2 separate regions of the Xenopus laevis genome follow, and region 2 is linked to region 1. Evidence: chromatin contacts called from public Hi-C data. All regions are on one chromosome and are shown on one strand. The core of a region is the stretch at or near the end of the contact, and the rest is flanking DNA. Distances in the headings are between cores, read along the strand shown. Region 1 has its middle 22 kb from the start of eif4b.L. Region 2 holds the start of krt8.1.L (keratin, type II cytoskeletal 8-like).

What was found. A called contact is a pair of places that touch in the nucleus more often than the background predicts.
Region 2: a Hi-C map of animal cap shows a contact between it and region 1, with 5 times the contacts expected there. The contact joins the promoter of krt8.1.L here to the enhancer-like site in region 1. A contact is called at or near these places in 3 of 4 Hi-C or Micro-C datasets (the XL177 cell line, the XTC cell line and animal cap).

Annotation. Positions count from the first base shown.
Region 1 is chr2L:155,894,369-155,901,542 of Xenopus_laevis_v10.1, forward strand. No RefSeq gene overlaps it. Among protein-coding and RNA genes, the nearest start is that of eif4b.L, 22 kb to the left of the region's middle. Within about 2 kb of position 4,568, at least 1 of the 7 cell types and tissues checked has an H3K27ac peak or open chromatin away from gene starts, as enhancers often do. A contact at or near this core is called in animal cap, where this site is marked.
Region 2 is chr2L:156,001,130-156,008,887 of Xenopus_laevis_v10.1, forward strand. It overlaps krt8.1.L (keratin, type II cytoskeletal 8-like), which reads left to right and starts at 4,045. Exons shown (of 9, transcript XM_018247587.2): 1 at 4,045-4,464. The coding sequence starts at 4,117.

The sequences.
Region 1 (7,174 bases), core at 3,318-5,817:
GAAAAACTGGCCATAGACGCAAAGATCGGATTGTACGAATCAACGTACGATAGGACTATCCCATCTCCCGACCTGCCACTAACCATAAAGATCAAAGTCTTACCATTCAGAAGTAGTAAGAACAGATCAGCCAATGTTCTGCCCCTGACAGCAATCGTACAATAGTTATGTCCGACAAAGCTAGTGACAGTCTCCCCCTGAAAATAGTACGATTGGCAATATTGGCAGGCGACAGAAATTTTCTAACTTGTACGATTGACCAAACGACTGCTCTCCGCCAGACGAAAAATGTCGGGACTCTCCACACACGGTCCGAATATCGTACGAATCCTCGATTCGTACGATCGGATCTTTGCCTCTATGGCCCGCTTTAGAGATGATTATGAGTGTTAAACTGGTAAACTGTTAATTCCAGGGTGAATGTATAGTGTTACAGCAAGTAAGTGTTTATGTTGCTGTTATAGGAAAAGCTAGATAAATGGGCCCCTATAATAAATGGAGCAGAAGCAGGGCGGGCCCTCCATTCCATACTCCATTTAGTGTTTTCAGCTGTCTGATTAGGCTGCAGGTGAGCAGCAAATAAAAGAGATGTGGGATTAGACCTTAGTGCTCCATGGAGACCTCCTTGTGCTGGAGTTGGGTGTGGTGTTGCCAGAAGGTGAGTCAGGCCAGAAGCTCGTGAATTTGTGTCTTTGAAAGAGAAATTCCAGATTGTAGAAGCTGCTCTGAATGGTGAGAACCCCAAAGAGAGGGGGAAAGGTGTGAATGCATGCTGTTGAACTGCTAATGAGTTGTGTCCTTATAAACTATATGTTGGCGAAGAATTGCCTGAATAAACCTGTATTTCTTCCTGGAGATGTGGCGTCCTTGTCTTTTTGCTCCTGATCCTATGCTAAACCTGCCTCCCATTGCTATTTTCCCCCAAATTACTCTAGCAACCCTGCATTGATATGAGTAAGAGACTGGAATGTGAACGGGGACGGTCTCAATAGAAAGGTGAGTAATAATAACTAGCAATAACAATACATTTGTAGCATTCAGTGACCCCCATCTGAAATCTGGGAAGAGTCAGAAGAAGAAGGCAAATAATTAAAAACCTATAAAAAATGAAAAGACCAATTGAAAAGTTGCTGATAACTGGCCATTCTATAACATACTAAAAAATTTGTTTGAATATAACGTAAGAAACCCACCAAGATATATTTAATTTTAAAAGTGTTTATTAAGAAATAATTTACCGATACTCAGCTTGAGCTCCTCTTCAGAAAGGCGTCAGGGTGACGATCCATCGTGCAACACTCAATTTCTCCTCCCTGCCTTCTATAGGAGATAGCCAGGGAGGAGAAATCGACCGTCGAAATGGATCATCGCCCTGGGGAGGAGCGCAAGCGGAGTATTGGTAAATTATTTCTTAATAAAGACTTAAAGTTAAATATGTCATGGTGTTTTTTTTCCCGTTATATACAAACAAATTTTTTTCCTTTTTTTTTTTTTAAAGTTACTGGTCTTTTAAGACATTTGGTGCATACAGCTACTAAAAACTGCCCTCTCCTTTAAACAAGGGCTTGACTGTGACCAGCTTGAATATATTGCAATATATGGACAATCAATACTGCAGAGTGCATAGAATTTCTTGTTATATAAATTTTGGGGTCACACTCTCATTTCATGCCCCCTTAATAATGAAAAAATATTTAATGGTGAGCAGAACTATCCATTTTTGTTATGGATTATTCAGGAGCAGTATTTTATTAATATTTAGAAGTATTTTCAGTGAATCTCATGAAAGTGAGTGTTGGGCTGGCAAGACCAGAGAAGACTTTCACATAGTTGGCCAGCTTCAATATATTATATGGACAAACAATCCCTGTTTTGCAGGGGAAGGTATTTTTAGTAGTTATATGCACACAATATCTTAAAGGAGAACTAAAGCCTAACTAAAGAAGTAGCTAGAAATGTTGTACATTTTGTTTTGGGCTTCTGCACCAGCCCAAGGCAACCACAGCCTTTTAGCAGGGAAGATCTGTGTCCCCAAAGATGCCCCAATAGCTCCCCATCTTCTTCTCTGCTGATTCACTGCACATGCTCTGTGCTGCTGTCACTTACTGAGCTTAGGGACCCACTCACAATATACAGTACACATAGAATAGAAATGTCACAATATAAGGCTGATAAGTAATTAATACAGATAATTACTACATGGCAGCACAGAAACCAGTGAAACTTGTACCAGAATTTAACAATCAGCCTTGTAGCATCAGCTTATATTACAGGACAACATAATTTTCAACTTGATAATTTGCGATGACCCCTAAGTTTAGCTTCTCAACAGCTGCTCAGAGCCCACTGAGCATGTGAGTGTCACAGACACTTTCCAAGATGGTGACCCCCTGTGACAAGTTTGAAGTCCTGGATCATTGCTGCTATTGACAAGCTGAAATTTTAGGCTGGTGCAATAAGTTCAGTATATAAAATATGGCATTTTTAGCCATATTCATTTTTAAGGTTTCGTTCTCCTTTAATGTCCTAAACATAATGATATATGTGAATGAAGAGCATTTCTTGTCTTTGTCTGTGTAGTATATTTAATTTTCAAGATTTTTACTATAGAGGTGGTGGTGGTTATAGGCCAACTGCAGCTGCAGGATATTCAATATACAGCTTTGTAGTTCTTCTTCCCTTTCCACCGGTGCAGGTACCTATACCTCCTCCAGTTCAACATACATCTTGGTGCTGATAAACTGATTAAAGTGCACATATACTGCATTATGCTGGCAGCTATATTAACAGAGTACTTTGCCCGTGTATAACTACCTTTGTCAGAGTGGCAGTGTCTGTTCCGACTACGGCAGGTATGTTTTTTTCTGCTACAAATGGAAACTGCTTGGCAATGCAGCCACTGACACCTGGATGTGTGTGATTGGTTGGCAGGGTGCTGCCCATTAGCAGGAAGACTAATCCTTTCATTCATATGACTATTAATGCGGTGGGGGAGGAGGCCCGGCTGCTTTCTGATTTTCCATGTTATGTACATATGGAACTGAGTCTCTGTACAAAGTGCAGTAGGTCCCAACCTGTTGTGTGTGTTAGTTCACGTTGTCATGTGCACCTTTATTGGTCTCTTTTATGTCTTCCACATGTTTGTCTGCACCCTATAGCAGCCCAGCCCCAGCAGATATGCGCTGATAGCCCACAGCCTTTCCTACCTGTTCCAGGATACTGGAACCTTCTCCAAGGATTTTTAACTTAAACAATGAAAAGCTAAACTATGTGCAGAAGTGATGCATGGGGCACTGCTATGTGAAAAAACATTTGCATGCTTTTATTCTTCTGTGTTCTACTGGCAAACCTGGTAAAATTCTCATTTCTGAAAGTATGCAGATCTATATAGATGATAAGCTGAAGAGAGAAAAGATTAGGATAATAAACTAATGATGGGTGAACAGAGAAGAAAAATATTTTGTAGACTGGGCCTACGGTAAGGTTTTGGGATGTGTCCCTTACACCTAGGGTTGCCACCTAGCTGGTATTGTTCGGTAAAAATTATTGTTGATCCCAATGTTATTAATAGGGGAAAAGGATAGGAAAGCCGTTTTTTTTTCCAGAAAATGTGGCAACCCTACTTACACCCAAGTCCCCTTTCAAGATGCTATACCCTCTGTTACTTTAGGCACAGTCTCCCCTACTATACATACTATCCCACAGCCACTGTCCCTTCCCAAATACTATTACCCCCACTTCTACTATAGGCACAATCTCAACCTACTATACCTTCTATCCCACAGCCACAGTCTTTTCCCAGAGACTATTATCACACTTCTACTATAGGCATCATCTCTCCCTACTATACTTGCTATCCCACAGTCACACTCCCTTCCCAGAGACTATTATCCCACTGCTACTATAGGAACCATCTCTCCCTACTATACCTGCTATCCCACAGTCACACTCCCTTCCTAGAGACTATTATCCCACTGTTACTATAGGCACCATCTCTCTCTACTATACCTGCTATCCACAGCCACAGTCCCTTCCTAGAGACTATTATCCCACTGTTACTATAGGCACCATCCCTCCCTACTATACCTGCTATCCCACAGTCACACTCCCTTCCCAGAGACTATTATCCCACTGTTACTGTGGGCACCATCTCTTCCTACTATACCTGCTATCCCACACAGTCTTTTCCCAGAATGTATTATCCCCACACAATAGACACCAGATGAAACCACATGTGCCAAATGTATTTCCACAGCCTAACACTGCATCAATCCATTGATATGGTCCTCTGCTAGTGGGTCTCTATAGGCCCAAATGATTGTATCATCTTTGGCCAGGGGAAACACAATCACATTAGCCCGATCTGGCCAAGATCTGCTTCTGTGGCGTAATATTTTTTTTGTGACTATTTATAAAATGTTTTGGAGCAAACAGGCATAATAGCTTCCATCAGTTCACAGAGTTTTCTGATGTTTGTTTAGAGAAGAACTGCTTGATGTAGTGTACTTCCCCTAAGCCATTGTGTACACTGTCAAACTCTCAGGGCTTCCCGCTGCTTTGCACTCTCACACAACTTACACATACGGAGCACAATGCAACAAACAAAACACACAGGAAGACACAGCTGTGCACACATAGCATTAGTGCCACATTTGCCTTCCCATCTCTTATGTACTGAATCTTTCATTTAATTCTTCAAAAATCCTCAGTAAACAATATTGGCAAAATGGCATAGAATATTGTTAAAAAAAACAGTTTTCCCTTCATTATTTCATATTCCGGTCTGAGCTGCCTGATTGCTTGCTGTAATGTGTATATCTAAATCTAAAAACAAAGCCCATATACCCCAGCAAGTCTGGACTTTGATTCAAAATAGGCCCTGGCATTTCAAGTACACAGAGGTCCAAACAGCCCCCTCCAGCCCACTATATAGTGACAGTGAACCAGTGCCATGTGCCGTAATAAATTTACATGGTGCAAACATTTAGTGGAAGATGTACTAGCTTTTTAAGTGATGCAAAACACATTCATACTGTCACCAATAGGAATCTTCTCTTGTAAAGCACTTCAAACACCTGAAATTATATCTCAAGAGATTATACAACTGATATGTCTTACCCAGAGCTTTTCCCATTGGTGCCAGTATGAAGGTAATTTCAGGTGATTTGTTGCCTTTGGGAGAGGAAATTTCTCATGGGTGATACTGAAGGTTATTTAGATACTACAGATACTGTAGGTTATTTAGTTGAAAAGACCTAATACAAAGATATGTTTACTTGAGGCTTGACTTGACCTTTCATATCTTGGTAGAAATGTATGTTTGTGTGTATGTGAGAGCAGGTTAGGGGACACAGTTTGAATTTGTGCAAGTTAGTTCCCAGTTACAAAGTCATTTCTCAAGACATTGCTGTCAATGATTGATAAAGTCACTCAGCATGGTCATACCTGATTTAGCTGGTGAGGAGCAAGTTGCTTATGGCAGAGCAAGTGCATTGCTAGAATTGCTAGGGGTGGGTCACTGGTGTGTTGGCTCCTTTCCACATCATCTATCCAACCAACACTGCCTATGGCCTGCAATGGACGCTGCACGATTAGTGTATTTAGCATCGAGTAGCAAGTACTTCATCTGAAGTTTCCATGAAACATGGTGCTGGTGGCAACAATAGAGACTGTCTGTCATCTATCTACCTGTATAAAATGCAGTAAGTGCAGTTATAGAGACAGTCAACCTCTGTAAATATAGAATATATGTTATATTCTACTCATCCTCGGCTACCCAAAACATAACAATTGACGACGAGATGGATCTTCTACCTCTGCAGCAGCCTGCACCTTTTGGTTGCTGAAAGATATCAATTCCACGTGGACAACGTGGAAAACGTGGACAACGTAATGGCGAATCCACAGACCAATTTGTAGCACCTTTGGGACTCTGATGAAATGCTAAGAGACCAAATAGTGGAAAAAACAAACTCACCTCGCATTAGCGAGAGACTGCTCCTAGAACAGGATTTAACCCTTGCAAAGGCTATTACAGTTGCTATCCAAATTGAAACAGCAATGGCAGAGGCTAAAACTCTAACGGGGGAATGTAATAAAAATCGCTAACAGAAAAACTATTCGCAATGCGAAAAGTTATGCCTTTGCGCGAACAAATTTAGCTTTGTGCGAATTTAATATAGCTTTTGCGAGCCCGGAAACTGTTTAGCGACCACTTCCGACAGTGAAAGACCGTTTGCGAATTTTAGAGTTTGCGCCAATGCGCAGTCAATGTAATAAAACTTCTTACTGAAAAAGTCGTTATGTTTGCTCCAAAAGATTACGACACCTTCAAGCACTTCTTATGAGTGCGCAATTAAAATTCGCAATGCGCAATTAAAATTCGCAATGCAATAACAGTTTAAGGAACAATATTACATTGCGAGATGTGGATTTTTAGTCTTATTGGTGCGAATTGTTTTGCTCTTTGCGACTTTTATTACATTCCCCTGTTAGTCAGGGAACTGCTGGGAATACAGTACTGTGGCCTAATAATGCACAGTCACAGGCAAAATACAGTGCTAAGGAAAGGGATTCACCTACACTGTAAAACCGTGCAGCAAATACAAATAGAAAATACTGCTTTCGCTGTGGTTCAACACAACACACTGCAAATCATGTTACATGTCCTGCAAAAGCTAAACGGTGCCGCAACTGCACAAAAGTAGGACATTTTGCTAAGATCTGCCGTAGTTCTGCTAAAGATGTTCATGAAGTCACTACTACAAATTTCACAGTATTAAGTGTGGATAAAGCTGGTACATTTATTCCAGACAAGTTTATATGCACTGTCAGTGTCAATACTGCTTCTGCTGACAAGGGACTCTCCATTAACCTGATGCTTGATACAGGTTCAGCTGTTTCTATACTACCAAAGGATATTTTCATGAAATACTTTGCAATAGGGGGGGCGTGGCCAACGGCTAATGGAGTGAGACGCACGGTGCTGAGCTCCGGGCATATATCCTGAAATAAACCCTGAAATACCTGCGCAGGATCAACAATCCTTTCTCCAACAAGTGAGGGGCACGCAGTACTACCGCACAACGCCTCGCCATGGGCAAAAACAAGCCTGCACAGACACGCGGCAAAGGAATCGATCCGCAGCATGGGCCCTTGCAAAATGGCGGCGCCG
Region 2 (7,758 bases), core at 2,795-5,294, 110 kb after region 1:
CAGTGGGATAATAGTCTTTGGGAAGGGAGTGTGACTGTGGGATAGCAGGTATAGTAGGGAGAGATGGTGCCTATAGTAACAGTGGATAATAGTCTCTGGGAAGGGAGTGTGACTGTGGGATAGCAGGTATAGTAGGGAGAGATGGTGCCTATAGTAACAGTGGGATAATAGTCTCTCGGAAGAGACGGGTATCACACTTTATAGCTTACCACACATAATTGTGTGTACTTTATAGTAGCTGCCTATAGTAGCACTGAAAATACAGTAATAGTCTCTGGGAAGGGAGTGTGACTGTGGGATAGCAGGTATAGTAGGGAGAGACGGTGCCTATAGTAACAGTGGAGACAATAGTCTCTGGGAATAGACTGTGGCATAGGAGGTATAGTAGGGAGAGATGGTGCCTATAGTAACAGTGGGATAATAGTCTCTGGGAAGGGAGTGTGACAATGGGATAGCAGGTATAGTAGGGAGAGATGGTGCCTATAGTAACAGTGGGATAATAGTCTCTCGGAAGAGACTGGTATCACACTTTATAACTTACCACACATAATTGTGTGTACTTTATAGTAGCTGCCTATAGTAGCACTGAAAATACAGTAATAGTCTCTGGGAAGGGAGTGTGACTGTGGGATAGCAGGTATAGTAGGGAGAGACGGTGCCTATAGTAACAGTGGAGACAATAGTCTCTGGGAATAGACTGTGGCATAGCAGGTATAGTAGGGAGAGATGGTGCCTATAGTAGCAGTGGGATAATAGTCTTTGGGAAGGGAATGTGGTTGTGGGATAGCAGGTATAGTAGGGAGAGATGGTGCCTATAGTAACAGTGGGATAATAGTCTTTGGGAAGGGAGTGTGACTGTGGGATAGCAGGTATAGTAGGGAGAGATGGTGCCTATAGTAACAGTGGATAATAGTCTCTGGGAAGGGTGTGTGACTGTGGGATAGCAGGTATAGTAGGGAGAGATGGTGCCTATAGTAACAGTGGGATAATAGTCTCTCGGAAGAGACTGGTATCACACTTTATAACTTACCACACATAATTGTGTGTACTTTATAGTAGCTGCCTATAGTAGCACTGAAAATACAGTAATAGTCTCTGGGAAGGGAGTGTGACTGTGGGATAGCAGGTATAGTAGGGAGAGACGGTGCCTATAGTAACAGTGGAGACAATAGTCTCTGGGAATAGACTGTGGCATAGGAGGTATAGTAGGGAGAGATGGTGCCTATAGTAGCAGTGGGATAATAGTCTCTGGGAAGGGAGTGTGGCTGTGGGATAGCAGGTATAGTAGGGAGAGATGGTGCCTATAGTAACAGTGGGATAATAGTCTCTGGGAAGGGACTGTGGCTGTGGGATAGAAGGTATAGTAGGGAGAGATGGTGCCTATAGTAACAGTGGGATAATAATCTCTGGGAAGGGAGTGTGGCTGTGGGATAGCAGGTATAGTAGGGAGAGATGGTGCCTATAGTAACAGTGGGATAATAGTCTCTGGGAAGGGAGTGTGACTGTGGGATATCAGGTATAGTAGGGAGAGATGGTGCCTATAGTAACAGTGGGATAATAGTCTCTTGGAAGGGACTGTGGCTGTGGGATAGCGGGTATAGTAGGGAGAGATGGTGACAGTAATATGTATTAAGTATACTTATTATGGAACTGGCTTATTATGAGTGTAGAGTTTGGCCCACCGGAATACCAGAAAACTCCCAGTGCGCTAGGTGTCAGTGGACCCTATTTCCGTAGAGAAGAAACTAGGAAAATAGGAGAACTATCCCATGCCCAACAGTCTGTATATCAACCCATGCTCAAATTATTTATATGCTTATAGATTAAATGAGGACATCTGTATCCAAAGACACTCCTAAAGAAAAAAGAACCCTTGTTACTTCATAGTTTTTTTCTATACCCAAGTGGCCATTTGGAGTGGGTTACTATTGTCCAGGGAGGTTATTAAGTACACATATATACTGGTGGCTAATTAACTGTAATAGTGAATGCATTAATAAGCAATTTCTACTCCTACGTCTAGTCTCTAAATTATCAACAAGGCATATTTTGTGAATACGGGTGTAGCCGAGGGCTTGATTGGCCCATCTAATTGTTTAATCATTTAGTGATTTATGAATTAGAAGGGTGTAGTAATTTATTCATTCAAGGGCTAATGAGCTGGAATTAGCCACACTTATTTTAATGGGAAGGAATTTAGAGATTGTCATCTAGAGAGTTGGTGTTTATGGTTTTATCTCTTTAGGAGTTGAGTGTTACTGTATAGTAATGCATGCCTCATAGCCTGTATATGAACCATTCCTACAGTCTATATGCTGAGCAATGGTTGCGCTCAGTGGGGCTCATTTATCAACACTGAGCAAATTTGCCCGTGGGCAGTAACCCATGGCAACCAATGAGATTGCTGCATTCATTGTTCTACTTGCAGCTGGTTTCACAAAGCTAATCACTGATTGGTTGCTGCCCATGGGCAAATTTACCCAGTGTTGATAAATGAGCCCCAGTGTTTCTACTTTCATCACACTGTATTATTGAGACCCATATTGAGCTAAAGTCTCAGCACAGTGGCGCTATCTAATCCTAATCCCTTTGTGGGCCCCGTCAGTGATTCATTGGGGCAGATTTACTAAAGGGCGAAGTTTTTGCCAGAAATCACATCCGCAGCGACATTGCCAATTTACAGGCGCAGACGACAATTCGCTAGTGAAAGAGACCGTCACTAGCGTTCATTCGAAACTCTGTCGTCAGGCAACTTTTTGCCAGGTGAATGGTCGTTGCCAGGCGAATTCAGTGAAGTGCGGAGTTGACTTCGCCACCTCAGACCAAGCGAAGTGCTAAAAAGAAGCTAGATCTTCCTCAATCTTCTGTCACTTACATCATATCCTGTGAGCCGAAAAATGCATTAAAGTTGAAAAAAAAGGCTGGCAACTCTTCCTTTTTTTAAGCGGCATTGCCTGCAAAAGTCCTGACTTGAATTTTTTTGGGTTAACATTTTCTCCAGACATTTGAGGGGCATGGAACATTCATTATACAATGGGCTCATGTGCAGGGCATTATATGATCTCTTTTGTCTTTATTAAAGTTCTCTGGCCATTTGTAATAAAAAGTGACCACTTGAAGCATTTGCACCAACATCTCTAATGTAATAAAGACGTCCACACATCACTACTAAGCGTAAGATCACGTGACTTTTCGCTAGGCATAAACGAACGCTAGTGAATCCTCGATATGGAATACTCGCACTGAAGAAGTATCGCTAGCGAAAAGTTGCCAGCGTTAGGCACCCAGGTCGCAACTTTGCATTTTAGTGAATTAGCGTAGTGGTAACGAACTTGCGCCTGGTGAAGTGGTCACTGGCGACAATTCGCCCCTTTAGTAAATCTGCCCCATTATGGTTAACGGGGTGGTTCACCTTTAAGTTAACTTTTAGTATGTTATAGAATGGCCAGTTGTAAGCAACTTTTCAATCGGTCTTCAAATTTTATTTGATACAGTTTTTGAAAAATGGGGGTCGCAGACCCCATGTAAAAAAAAAATGCTCTGTAAGGCGACAAATGTATTTTCATTGCTTCTTTTTAATTGTCTTTCTTTTCAGGCCTCTCCTATTCACATTCCAGTCTCTTTTTCCAAGCAATGCACGGTTGCTAGGGTAATTTGGACCCCAGCAACCAGATTGTTGAACTTGCAAATTAAAAGTTAACTCAAAGGTCCTTTTTAAGTAAAGGAGTGTAAATTGATACAGATGAGACAAATAAAAGAAGCCTCAGCACAGCCGGACATCCCCTCCCTTGTGTTTGTGACAGAAGTTTTCCTTCTGGGCTGGGCCGGCGGGGGCACATTCCTCACACAAACCCCACCTCAGGCTTTTAACCCTCCAGGGATCCCATTCTCTGTATAAGGAATAACAGTGCAGCGCCCTCTAGCGTCAGCTCGCCCGTCCCATACGTCCAACAGGTGGAAACCCCGCCCTCCTGTGCTCCAGCCACTCAGGTACTCGCACAGCGGCGCCCCCTGCTCCCAGCCTCGCATATAAGCGCAGCGTCTCCCATCAGCCTCAGCCTGTCCTGAGCTCCAGCAACTTCTCAGTTAGACACCGCCGGCACTAACACTTGCACCATGTCTGTTAGAACAACCAAAATGACCTACCGCACCAGCAGCGCTGCCCCCCGCTCCGGCGGCTTCAGCAGCTTCTCGTACAGCGGCGCCCCCATGGCGAGTAGAGCCAGCACCGCTTCTTTCAGCCTGGGGTCCAGCTATGGAGGAGCCTCCAGGTTCGGGAGCGGCTACAGGAGCGGTTTTGGGGGCGCAGGTGTGGGATCTGCGGGAATCACATCGGTCAGCGTCAACCAGAGTCTCCTGGCACCCCTCAACCTCGAGATCGACCCTTCCATCCAGCAAGTGAGAACCGAGGAGAAGGAGCAGATCAAGACTCTCAACAACAAGTTTGCCTCTTTCATTGACAAGGTGAGTGGCCCGGGCACAGGGAGTGGCAGCGACCCAAATAATGGCAGCGACCCTTTATCCAGCGACCCTTCATTCCAAATAATGGCAGCGACCCTTTATCCCAAATAATGGCAGCGACCCTTTATCCCAAATAATGGCAGCGACCCTTTATCCCAAATAATGGCAGCGACCCTTTATCCCAAATAATGGCAGCGACCCTTTATCCCAAATAATGGCAGCGACCCTTTATCCCAAATAATGGCAGCGACCCTTTATCCCAAATAATGGCAGCGACCCTTTATCCCAAATAATGGCAGCGACCCTTCATCCCAAATGATGGCAGCGACCCTTTATCCAGCGACCCTTTATATCGATTAAAGGCAGCGACCCTTTATCCAACGACCCTTTATCCCGAGTAAAGGCAGCGACCCTTTATCCCGAGTAAAGGCAGCGACCCTTTATCCCGAGTAAAGGCAGCGACCTTTCTTTCCCCGGAGTTGTGGCACTTGTGCTGACTCACCTTTATTCTCACTAGTCGGTGCCTATAAAATATGGCCGAAACGTTGCGCTGAAAGCGATTCAATAGGTTCCGTTGCAATTGACGCCCTGTCTTCAGCCCTTCCCCCTCTCTCCGCTGCTACAAGTGAAACTTCCACTGTCACCTTTGCACCGAATTGGGCTCCTTTAATTTCCATATTGGGAACTTTATATCTATATAAGCGGTTACTTTTCATTTGCCGGGCACTTGTGGCTGTGACATGTGCCATTTGTTTCCTTATTTGCTTAAGCCAAAGAACTTTTGCTGGCGGCATTATAAAATGCAATGACTAAGGGCTTGTTTGTCCTGAGCCCCATTCCTATTGGGTGTCAGAGAGCAGGTTTTCTCTGTATGGAGACTGGTGACTGGCTGACATGGGACTAATGGCCGCTGCATTTATGTACCTGCTGCATTTTTCTAAAACTATTTCCTTTTAAATCTCTAAAGTCCAGTTTTATGTTTGTGAGAGAAGCTGCCAAGATCTCACCCTGTCCTGCCAATGGCAGAAGTGAAGAGCAGAACCAAATGCCCCTCCCAAGGTGTAGGTCAGCGCTTATCCGGTTAATAGGAGAGCTCAGGGTGGGGATGAGCAGCTCTACTCTGTGTAGTACAGCTAACAACATAACTTGCTGAACTACACCTCCCAGTATGCTTTGATGCTGAGAGCTGTTTTTCAGCTTGGGAAAGACAACTCCAGGTGGTGGATCTGACTTACTAGACTCTCACTCAATAACTGATGAGTCTTTCACCCGTCCCTCCTGCTGTGAGAATGTGTCCGATGCAGCTGCACTAGATCCTTGTACATATGCAGGTTGCGCAGTTACCCCAAAGGTTTCTGTTATTTTTCTGCTTTATGGTGGATTGTTCTTGTGCTCGGGCAGCACATTTGCTTCTACTTTCATTATCTCTGAATTAATGGCCAATGCACCTACCCCAGGACAGGCTGCAGGTTATGCCAAGGCAAATACTTGCTCAGTCTGCTGCACTCTGTTACTCTCCTAATTGGCACGCACTGAATCCGATTAACACCCTTTGCACCTGTGTGTTCTGTATGGGTTACTGCTAATATAGAGCTGTTCTTTAGGGGTTCCTACATACAGTGACATTGTAGGTAAGGAAATTACGGAAAAACTCGATAATGTTCCCCATTGTGGGTGAAGATTGCAGCAGCAGTGTATAATCCATCTGCCCAACCTGTGGACATTAAATATTATTCAATTATTATTAAATAATATAAAATAAGTCATAGACCAATAACAGATGAAGCATAGCTTGAGCTTAATAAATAGACCCCCCAAAAGTTTGTTTTGGCCCATGTCCCTGTTGCTATGTAACTGATCTCTGTCCCCATGTATGCATGGAAACGACAGTTACAGCTTTCCAGTTGGTTCCACGCCCTAAAGCCCTCATGGATCAGCAGGTTTAGTTTTAGCATCTGGGAACGATTATCCATCGGGAATGTTGGGCCCTATATAGATAGCAGGTCTCTCATAAATTCACAATGTGCCGAAGCTGCAAGGGAGGGGCAGGAGGGGACAGGTTACCTGCAGACATTGCCTTATAGGGACATGAACATGCGCTCCACCTCACTCTGCACACACACCATTTAATGTCATGGAACAAAGTCTGCTCCACCGCGTCCTATCTGCGCCCAAACCAAATATAGAGCTGTTGTGCCGGGTCCTGTGGCTTGGGAAAAGCACTGTTAATGGGAAATTCCGTTTCTACTGAGAAATCATACATTAACCCTTGGTCCTATTCATTTGTGGGGGGTTTTTTTAAAGGGGAACTATAACACAAATGAAAATTCAATAAAAGCTTCATCATACAAAAAATAAACTTTGTAAATACAATCAATTAAATATTCTGTGTTTTTTTCTGAAATCAAGTTTATCTTCATTATCTCTCTCGGCATCTGTTTCTCTTCATTCTGTCCTCAGATAATCATTGACAGTTAGATCCAATATATCTTATAGGGGGCTTCTTTCCTAGCAAATGAACTAGAGCTCACTCAAGTAACCGATTCCAGTACAAAAAAAATCTAACAATAACTGCCTTTTGCACAAATCCTGCATGTAGAGAGACATGATGTCTCATAGAGTGAGCTCTAATACATCTTCTAGGCAAAAGGAAGCCCCCCTATAAGATATATTAGATTTAACTGTCAATGATTATCTGACACCCAACTGCTGCATGAAGAGAGAATGAAAAGAAACGGGTGCTGAAAGAGTGATAGTGAATATTAACTTGATTATTTCAGAAACCTACAGAATATTTAATTGATTGTATGTAGAAAGTTTCTTTTTTCAGTATGCTGAAGCCTATATTGTATATTTTTGTGATAGTTCCCCTTTAATATAACATTTATTTATACAGGACCACTGGTGCACTGTGGACTATCCTGCCCTGTCTGGATTCTAACCTAGAGACCCATGTGCTGCCAATCACTATTCACTGAGCTGCCCATAGGCACCTGGATAAACTGCCAACCGTGATACTTTGGAGAATTAAAGGACCAGTAACATCAAAAAATTAAATTGTTTTAAAGTAATAAGAACATAGTGCAGTGTTGCCCTGCACTGGTAAAACTGCTGTGTTTGCTTCAGAAACACTATTATTGTTTATATAAATAAGCTGCTGTGTAGCCATGGGGTAGCTATTCAAAGGAGAAAAGGCTCAAGTTACACAGCAGATAGCAGATAAGCTCTGTAGAACATAATGATATCTGTTATCCATTACTTATCCTGTGCCATATAGCCGTTTTTCAATTTCCGCCA